Regions from separate parts of the Zea mays genome. Here region 1 is linked to region 2. Evidence: chromatin contacts called from public Hi-C data. All regions are on one chromosome and are shown on one strand. Each heading gives the region's core, a stretch centred on a gene start, on an enhancer-like site or on the middle of the called end of the contact. The rest is flanking DNA. Distances are from core to core; before and after follow the strand shown.

Region 1 (4,789 bases), core at 958-3,457, 140 kb after region 2:
GCGCATCAATGCAGTTTCACAGGTTCTTGCACCGGCTTCTTGGGTTACAATGCGATATTGTCAGTTCTGGGAGAGGATTTATAACATCATGCCGCATCGCCTACCTGAAGGCCGGAGGCACGACAAAGCTAGAGATCAAACTATACAGCTACAAGTGAATTTTTTCAGTCGACACCCTACGGGGGAAGTTCTTGCGGCTTCCTCCTCCCACGGACACCACTGGGAGTGTGCTAAATGAGGTTATAGCTAAAGATCACATGCAATGAAAAGAAGGCGCTAGTTGCCAGCGCCGCCATGCTCTTCCTGCGACTACTAAAATGCTGCATCAATTACGTAGACTGCACAGCAGCTGCAGCTGCCGCCGCCACGGCAAGCTTCTTGCTACCTGGGCTCTTGTCGTCAACCTTCTTGGCGCCTTCGGTGGCCTTGCTGGGAGCAGATTTTGAGCCTGAAGCAGAGTCAGGCTCGGCTTCCTCAACGACCTGTACAGGACGCTTGCGACCGCGATGCATGTGGCGTTCGCAGTACTTCTCGTTTGGAATAGTGTTTCTCCAACATCGCCATTTTTTGCCATCCGTTCGCCGGCACCTCCCTGGTTCTGGTTCAGGGTTCTTCCCGAAGTCCAAGCAGAGTGTTGCTAAGCCCAACACTGTATAATCAGGTTAGCAAGAACGGTTAGAATGTCTCCACACTTGGTAACATGCGCATCAAATTGCACTGAACATTGGTTTGGTAGAATTATAACTAACTAAACCTATAGAAGAAGGGCAGTTTCAGATGAGATTAGTAAATTTATTCATTGTACCGGCCTACAAACCGCTATCATGGAACAACTTGGCAAAGTCTACCCAAAATTAACAGGATTTCATAAGAGCACACATGTGATGAGACAGATTTGAAGCTTACAAGTAGGGTACTTCTGGGCGCCTTCAGAGGATGCACCGGTTACACTCTTCCATACGGGGAAGACGAGGTGAGTAGGCACAGGTACTCGGGCAGCCATGTACTGATAAACCCGGGACTGCTGCTCTAGCTCCTGAAGCTGCATGGCTGTGAATGCTGCCCCAGCACCGTCAGGGACGGATGCCACGAGCGCTTTCATTTCTTCCTGGAGTGCTGCGGTTGCTGCAGCTGTAACCAGGGGAGAGAAAAAAAATCTCAGAGGCGCCCAGCCAAGAACTTCAGGCCAAATAAACATAAATCCTCAATTCATACATGCATGCATGAGTACTTAGTTCAACGCAGACAGCACAAAAAATAAGGCAGAACAAAAAGGATTGCACACATATAACTTCAAATAAGATTCAATTTCGTGTTCACTGTATCAGGGAAAAGTAGCATAACAACAAAGAGGTGAAAGGAAGAAAGGGCCTTCTGTTTATTGCACGAGTACAAGTCAAATGATCGTAATAATGGACTTATAGAATAAAACAAACCATGCTTTTCTGAAGCCTTCAACCCTTTGAGTAACTATAAGAGCTAACAGATTAGTACAAAAGGAATAACTGGACCCAATCTCTGATCCTTTGCATGTATATGTATTCTCAGCAAGAGTACAAAGTTATTAATAGAACCCGAAGCAGGAAACAAAAAAATAAACTCCCCATCTGCCCGCAAAGTTATTTTCTTTATTTTTTTTCTGTTTATGAGCACCTGTTATGTTCAGAAGGAAAAAAAACGTCAGTGTATCCATGCATCTGACAGCTGAGACACAAGCACCAACAGGGGCAACTACTACTAGAGCCAAGGCCGGAGAGAGAGAGAGACTGCAAGAACGGGCGTTGTACCTTCCTCCGGGTCCTCGACGGCGAGCACCTCCGGATCCTCAACCAGAACCAGATCTCTGCACGCGCCGTCGTCCTTCTCCCCCGCGCTTCCCTCCCCATCTCGATTCGCCTTCTCCCCCTCCGGCTCTTGTCCCGTCGCCTGCGCTCCAGCCTCCTGCACCGCTTCCCCCTGTGCCGTTGGCGGCTCCGCCGGCGCAGCCTGCACTGCCTGCTGGTGCTGGGGGTTACCCCCTTCGCCACCGCCGGACGGGTTCTTGGCCTCCCCCTCCGCCGCCATGGTCGCACCAAAACGGCGGCGCGAGAGGAAGGGGGGGAAAGGTATCTTTCGGCGCGGGTCGAGGCAGCGGTGAAGGGATGGATAGACCGGTGATACGGCGCTCTCGCTTTGACGGGCGGGGTAGTGAGAAAGGAGAGAGTAGCGTGCAGAGGGGAAAAAAGGTTTGCTTGGCAGGGGCACTGGTGGTTTTTATCAGGGGCGGCGTTCGGGTCGGGGGCACGGGAAACGATCGAGCCCAAAATTGCTAGGCGCACGCCGGGGGTGGGTCAGAGTATGGCCGCTAGATTTTGGGCTTATCAGCATATGGTGGGTACATTGCAGCATTGGCATGGGAAATTGGGAATGGTATGACAGGTTTTCTATTTCTGGACGGGAGGTGCTGGGTGTGAACTTCAGCTTCCTTTGCTTTGCTAGTGCAATCAGTCGCGTTATTGTTATACTATTTAGATGTCCGTGTATACAAAGTATTCAACAAAATATTCGTGTTCTTAAGGTTGTTTGTCTTTATATTTAATGGTATATCAAGAGGAGAAGCATGAAAGAGAGAGTGAAATAGGGACAGATTATAGAGAAGAGCAAATTACATGAGATATTCTTATATGAAGAGCAAATCTTAACAAGCTATCTCTAGGTAAATCTTAGCATCATATCATCACCGCCAACAATTGTTTCAGTTTCAATCAGCATATGCACGAGCACTAACAATTTGATCACCTTCAGATATGAGACGACATATGCACACAACCACTCATCAATTATTTATAGTAACTATCATCTTTCTTTGACACACTTTATGGTATTATATAATATAGTACAGTGTGGCAGCCTACTTATACATTCTCATATCAGCATCCTTGTCTCCCCAATACTTGAGAAGTACAGGTCAAACTCAACCACGCATCTGCCCTGCAAAGAAGATCAGGATAGTCCTCTGTGCAACTGTCTTCCTCCAATATCTCTTAGAGGTCTTCTTGGTGATCTAAGAAATGTTTCCGGAAGGGAAACATCTTTTCCACGGATAAAAATTCAAACAGAGAGATCTGCATTGCAGAGAGCTTTAATAGTGTTCTTCCGCAATTCATCGTGCAATTCAATTCATCATGCAATTTTGTTGTGTAAGTCCCCTGAAAGAAGATATAATGTCAAGTACATAAATTATTTTTCAAATTAAATCTATGTTTCTCCTCGATGGTTGATCAAACATTTTCTAAAAAAGATGATAAAAACCAGTAAAAAAGGTATTGATTAAAAATCCATAATTTACATGATGGTCATTCAAGGAAGAAATATACCCAGTCATGGCAAGCAACAAAGAAATGATTAACTCCTTTTGTCCAAATCCAATATGGGTACTTGGCCGAGATAATGTCAATGTAGTTTTTAACGTAGACATTTGAGCCAGAAACATAAAGGTTATGCTCCATTTGATGAGAGTTATATGGAAGATAGAATAAATGTGCTCTATTTGGATCTCTCACAACAAAATTCTGGTTTGTCTCCATCAATTTCATAAACGATCCCTCAGACACATAGAACCTTTGAGAGCACCTAGAGAGGGGGTGAATAGGTGATCATGTGAAACTTAAACTTATAGCCACAAAAACTTGTTAAGTGTTAGCACAATAATCGCCAAGTGGCTAGAGAGGAGTCTCAACAAAACACAATACCACAAGAGATCAAACACAGAGATGACACAATGGTTTATCCCGTGGTTCGGCCAAGACCAACGCTTGCCTACTCCACGTTGTGGCGTCCCAATGGACAAGGGTTGCAATCAACCCCTCTCAAGCGGTCCAAAGACCAACTTGAATACCACGTGTTTTAATTTGCCTTTCAATATCCCGTTTGCGAGGAATCTCCACAACTTGGAGCCTCTCGCCCTTACACTTGAGATTCACAAAGAAATACGGAGTAAGGGAGGGAAGCAACACACACAAATCCACAGCAAAATGCGCACACACACGACCAAGAATCGAGCTCAAAAGACTATCTCAAAGTTCTCACTAGAACGGAGCTCGAATCACTGAGAATGACAAACGAATGCGCAAAGACTGAGTGTGGATGATCAGGAATGCTCTAAGGTTGCTTGGTGTACTCCTCCATGCGCCTAGGGGTCCCTTTTATAGCCCCAAGGCAGCTAGGAGCCGTTAAGAGCAAACAGGGAAGGCAATTCTTGCCTTCTGTCGCGTGGCGCACCGGACACTGTCCGGTGCCCGATTTCCTTCCTTAAATGGCGAAGCCGACCGTTGGCTGACTTGGAGCCGTTGGCGCACCGGACATGTCCGGTGCACACCGGACAGTCCGGTGCCCCCTTCTAGCCGTTGGCTCGGCCACGTGTCCCGCGCAGATCGCGCGGCCGACCGTTGGCCCGACCGACCGTTGGCTCACCGGACAGTCCGGTGCACACCGGACAGTCCGGTGAATTATAGTCGTACGTCGCCGGTGAATTCCCGAGAGCGGCCACTTCGCTCGATTCAGTCTGGCGCACCGGACACTGTCCGGTGCACCACCGGACAGTCCGGTGCTCCCAGACTCAGCAGAGTCTTGGCTGCTCGAGCCAAGACATTTCTAATTGGATTTTTCCTATTTCCAGCACTTAGACACAATACATTAGTCCATAAACAATGTACTAAGTCTGAGAAACATACCTTAATCCTTGATTTGTACTTTGTTCACCATTTTACACTTAGGCACTTGTGTTGGACACCAAATCACCAAAAAACTT
Region 2 (5,178 bases), core at 1,895-4,394:
TACTTTGGCAACGACAACCTTCTTTCCTCCTACAAAAGACAGCAAAAAATTGAGATTATTAACATTTCAATCATATATCGCTATGCACAAGTAAACTAAAAGACATATAGATGATGGTTAGAAGCATACCATTGACATTGCTTCATCATCCCACACCAGATATACCTCATTCGTAGCTGGTTGGGCACCAGACGCCTTATTATTGGATACTGCAGGTGAAGATCCAACTGCTGGATCTCTAGTGCCTGAGAAGATGAATGACAACATAAAGAACATTTGCTGTTGAACTTGTTTTTCTTTCAGGAACGGAAAAAATCAAAGGCATTTTAAGATGTGATAAGAAATTAATTAATTATTTATGTTCATTTTTTATTTCTTTTGCACGAATTCAATAACCCATGTGCACAAGTCATCATGTTTGCAAACAACAAACGAAAATATACCAAATTAAGAAAAAAAACTCGGCCGGGGAGGGAAAGACCGCCCTCCCGGTATTATATTAAGAGACCGAAACATAGTCACGGCTGAGAAAATCCCCGAACCCTGGCCCCCATCACTAGCGGGCCGTCACCGCCCACTCTGCAACGGCCCAGCCGGAGCATGGCGCACAGGACGTAACCCGAGAGCAGGCGGGGCATAGCGAGGTTATTTTTTAACCAAGCCAGAATTTCGCCCCTGAGGGGGAACGAACCCTGAACCTGGAGGTGCTACTCGGAAGCCTTAACCATTACGCTAGAGGCCCTTTCGCGAAAATATACCAAATTGCAGTGCATTGACATAGGAAGAGCTTTAAGATCAACATACCTTGGTTATTGGTTCCATATCCAATTCCTGCAACACCGACTGCTGCTGGAGAGCTTGCTGGAATGGTTCCAGGTGCAACAGATGCTAAAAATGGGGAATTTACAGCTCCATTGACAGCTGAAGTGTTAACAGGAAACAAAGGCTGGGAAACATGAGGGGCAACAGGTGAAGGTACTCCTGGAGGGGCCATAGGAAACGATGTTTGAAGTACATTAGCAGCTGCTGATGTCATAGGAGTAGGCACATTCTGAATTGGGAATAGTGGCTGTTGTGGTGGGAGGCCAGCGACTATGGGAGGAACTGAAACAGCTGATTGTTGTGGATATGCTGCTTGTTGCGGATACCAAGCTTGCGCTGGTGCAGCAGGCCAAATTGGAGGCCGGGCCATCAAAGGATTGAGTGCAGGATTATAGCTGCCAGCAAATGTTACAGATTTAGAACACTTCCAAAGTGATTGCTCACAATGATTACATAAACACAAACATTAAATTGGTGCAAGTAGGAAGGAGGAAATAGAGAACATACATTGGAGGTGCCACACCATAAGCTGGTCGCGGAGGAAATGCCATGCCTAGCGAATTAGGCATAATAACAGGCCTTACCTGAGGCACTTCTACTTTGGGTACCTTTGTTGAAGGGTCTTCCTCTGCACGTGGAACAAATGTCAGGTAAAGTGGGAAATTATAACGCTCTTTCTGGAATGGTACAAAATAGCAAGTTTCAGTTCTTAAATTCAATTTATGCATAATTTCATTATATGTTCGCTGTCAGAGCCTTATATGCAGCTAGAGTACTCCAGAAACCTACAATTTGTAGTGCTTTCCTAGCGATAAGGAGAACAAAACAACTGCTACTAAGAAAAAAATAAACGGTACCCTTCTAGATTCATCACAGTTTTCAGGACTCTCTGGTCATCCAAAACCGCAAGGGGACATTTTACAGCAGAGAAATCTGCATACCTTCTCCATAATGAGCAGCCAATACATGCGCAGGAATTCCCTGCATTCCAAATATCTCTATCTCCGTTGACTCCCTATCAGGCTTTGCATTAGGAACCCTGTAGTAAAAAATAAGTAACAGGTTAAAATTGTAGCAGTGCAAAGGTTGTACTTGAAAATTTTCTTAACTGCAGTATTCTCAGAGTAGCAATTGATGGATATACAAATATCCTATGCAATCACTTATCCTGGTGCAAGCATGCAATCAAACGATCTGGTGCATCCGATCTAGATCTAATGATGACTGTTATTTTATATTTAACCCCTTCCACTTAAAACATAGTACCTATTTTACTTTTAACCCCTTCCATATGAAACCGTTGGATCTAGATTGGATGCTCTGGATAGTTTGATTGCACGCTTGCACCAAAATGAGTGATTGCACAGGATATGTCCTCTAGGATATTTTCCCATATATATATATATATATATATATATATATATATATATATATATATATATATATATATATATATATATATATATATATATATGCCATAGTACCAACACACTAGCATCTTTGTAAATACCAACACGCTGGAATCAACATGACATTAATCGATAAAATGAAAAGCATAAGAGTATAACACCCTATACGCACAAGTCACAACAATCCGATCATGAAAACCATGCGCATGATGGAATCCTAACACAAGCATATCGTCCAGATTACAGAATCACGCTCTGCCTTTCTCGGTAAAAAGCCTCTCACTCTCAGGCCATAATAAAAGGGATAGCCGACAAGCATTAATATCGTAATTCTAGAAATTTCAGGAAGCACAGACGTTAAAACAGGCTTTTTCCTTCAAAATTCAACTGTCAGTAAGGCGCACGTGCAATCCATCGACTAAACTACACACCGCCAACAACAAGGGGGTGTCAATAGCTCAAACGAAGCTGCACAGCACAATTATGGGGGCGGCGGGGATTAGCAGAGCTATCTCCCCTATCTAATCAGTCGCGCCAGATCGAGGCAGGCGCAGATCGAGGCGGGGAAGAGCAGGAGAGGGGGCGGGGAGGCTGTTCTCACTTGGTCACGGACTCCTTGTGGACCTGGAGGACGTGTATGGCCATGCCAGAGGCGGTGGAGAGCTTCTTGTGGCATACGTGGCACTTGAAGTGCTTGGCCTTCTGGTGCTGGACGAGGATCTTCTCGTCGTCGAACTCGCGGTCGCAGTAGTAGCAGAAGACCTTATCGACGCGCTTCTTCTTCTTCCCCATCGGACGCCCTTTGATGTGCAAGTCTCTCTCTCCCTTGGGCGGCGGCGGCGGCGGGGTCTAAGGTAGGTTAGGGTTTCGCCGAGAGGTCGCGGCAGCGGTCAGGGAGGGGAGGAAGAAGCCGAGGGCGAGACGTCTGGGTCTCGTCTCTCGTCTCGTGCGGGCTTTTTTTGGTTGTTGGGGGACGGGGGGCTTCGGTCGGTCGGTGCGAAATTGGAGAGGGGTTGTATGCAAATATCATGCGGAGGATGGGTCCCGATCTGTTACGCAAGCTGACGTGTGGGGCAGCACGTGCACTTTTCGTACGGATATCATTTTCCACGCGCTCGGCTCTCCTCCTGGTTTTGTTATGGTCCGGCTCTTCACAGAAAATCCTATGATGGTGATTATATATATATAAGCTAAATGCCTTTCTAGCCTAGTTTTTTATTATTGTTCTTGTAGACGACTTGTTGGTATTGTTATATAAATACAAATCTAACACGGACAATCATATCATATTTTACATATAGCATATCTAGGGACTAGGGCGAGTATTTAAGGCGACTTTTTCAACCGATTGTGGAACTTCACCTGTTTGGCGCTCTCTCCTCCCCCTTTCTCTCCCTCTCCCTTTCTTGACATTGAACCGCCCCTTGTTCCCCCACTTTGATGAGGATAGTAGACGAAAGGTCATGGCGTCGCTCGTAAGCCCCTTTGCGGTATGTGTGCTCCCCTTCGGGGTGAACGTGCCGTTGTCTAAAGGCTTCTCGGCGTAGCCCTGAGGGCCTGTTTGTTTGGTTTGAATTGGGCTGAATTAGAATTAGATTCTATGGCAAGCCTGTTTGGATGCACTTGAAATTGGAAATCAACATTCCACTCACTTTCCTAGCCCAAATCTAAAGCCCACAAGAGATTCCTAGCTTGTGAAGACAGAAAATGATTCCTCTCCCCTCCTTCCCAGCACTGCACGCGTGACGCTCGGCGGTCGGCACGATGCATCCTTTGCTCCTCGCCTCACCTCCCGGTCCATCCTCGCCGCTCTGTGCGTGCCTCACCTCGACACCAGCCTTCCCTCGCGACACGGTGAGCACCCTTCCCCCACCTCGACCGTCCTCAATCCCCCACAACTCATAGTTATTGTGTGCATGCGCTTGTTAGGTTTTGCTTATCTTGTCCTTTGCTTTTTTGGTCCTCGATCCAGGTGGAGGTAGCCCTCCGGCCGCACTAGTCCTTCGTACAAGTGTTAGTGCATGCAGAGTTTATTTGTAGCTACATTTAGTAGGCTGTGGGGGGAGTATTACCGTTGCAACCCATGGCTGTAGTTTAGTTAACAGAACACTTCATATTGTTGGTTGGTTGATTCAATTCTGGGAGTTTGGTCGTATCGCTTTCTTCTGCTCTGCTGTTGCAATTGCATTGCGCGCAACTACATGTGGGTTTAATTTGGTAATGATATGGGTCAATGGCCCTTCCCGCTGATTAATTGTTTGTTAGGTGTGGATCAGCTCATGTGGAACCATGCCTACCTTGCCTGCTCACTTGTGAAAGACGAATGTTCCCCCAGTGCATATGTGTCGGTGTTTTGGGTCCAACCGCGCACCCGGGGTTGCCCCTCGAGGTGCTTTTTGGAGTAGGACGATGTTACCGACTGTAGCTCGATGGTTCGTGCTAGATGCACGAGAGACAGTGGACAATTTTATACAGGTTTGGGCCGCTTAGAGAGGCGTAACACCCTACTTCCTGTTGTGGATCTTTTATATGGTGGGTTATAGAGGAGTTCTCTAGTATGAGGGATACTAGAGAGCTGAGCAGACGGCTAAGGAGTGAGTTGTTGTTTGAGGGGGTGCCCCCTAGGCCTTATATACTCGACCGTGGGGCGTTACATGCGGATATGATAACAACGTGCGCCTAAGTAATAGTGAACTGACTGAGCTTATCTTCCTATAATTCTGCCGACTTATCATCATTCAGTTCCGACGCCTGAGGGCATAGCGCGGGAGAATCGGATCACTGTTGTGGATAATGCTTAAGTTCATTGGGCCGCTCGGGCTCGAGTTGATCCAGTATTGCATCGATCCACTCTGCCAGACACTCCTCCCTAGGCCCACGAAGGGATGGCCTTGCAAAACAATAGGCCCAAGGCCTTTTGCGAGGTCCTCTAGCCTTCTAGTGGACC

The links. A called contact is a pair of places that touch in the nucleus more often than the background predicts.
Region 1: a contact with region 2 is called in a Hi-C map of ear, with 3 times the contacts expected there. The contact joins the promoter of LOC100101537 here to the promoter of LOC100217135 in region 2. A contact is called at or near these places in 5 of 25 Hi-C or Micro-C datasets (bundle sheath, ear, endosperm and 2 more).

The regions. Positions count from the first base shown.
Region 1 is chr2:205,347,619-205,352,407 of Zm-B73-REFERENCE-NAM-5.0, forward strand. LOC100101537 reads right to left here and starts at 2,208. Exons shown (of 3, transcript NM_001112553.2): 1 at 1,788-2,208; 2 at 907-1,131; 3 at 1-649. The coding sequence starts at 2,064. The coding sequence ends at 330.
Region 2 is chr2:205,202,818-205,207,995 of Zm-B73-REFERENCE-NAM-5.0, forward strand. It overlaps LOC100217135, which reads right to left and starts at 3,145. Exons shown (of 7, transcript NM_001143503.1): 1 at 2,833-3,145; 2 at 1,764-1,861; 3 at 1,330-1,450; 4 at 805-1,217; 5 at 130-245; 6 at 1-29. The coding sequence starts at 3,023.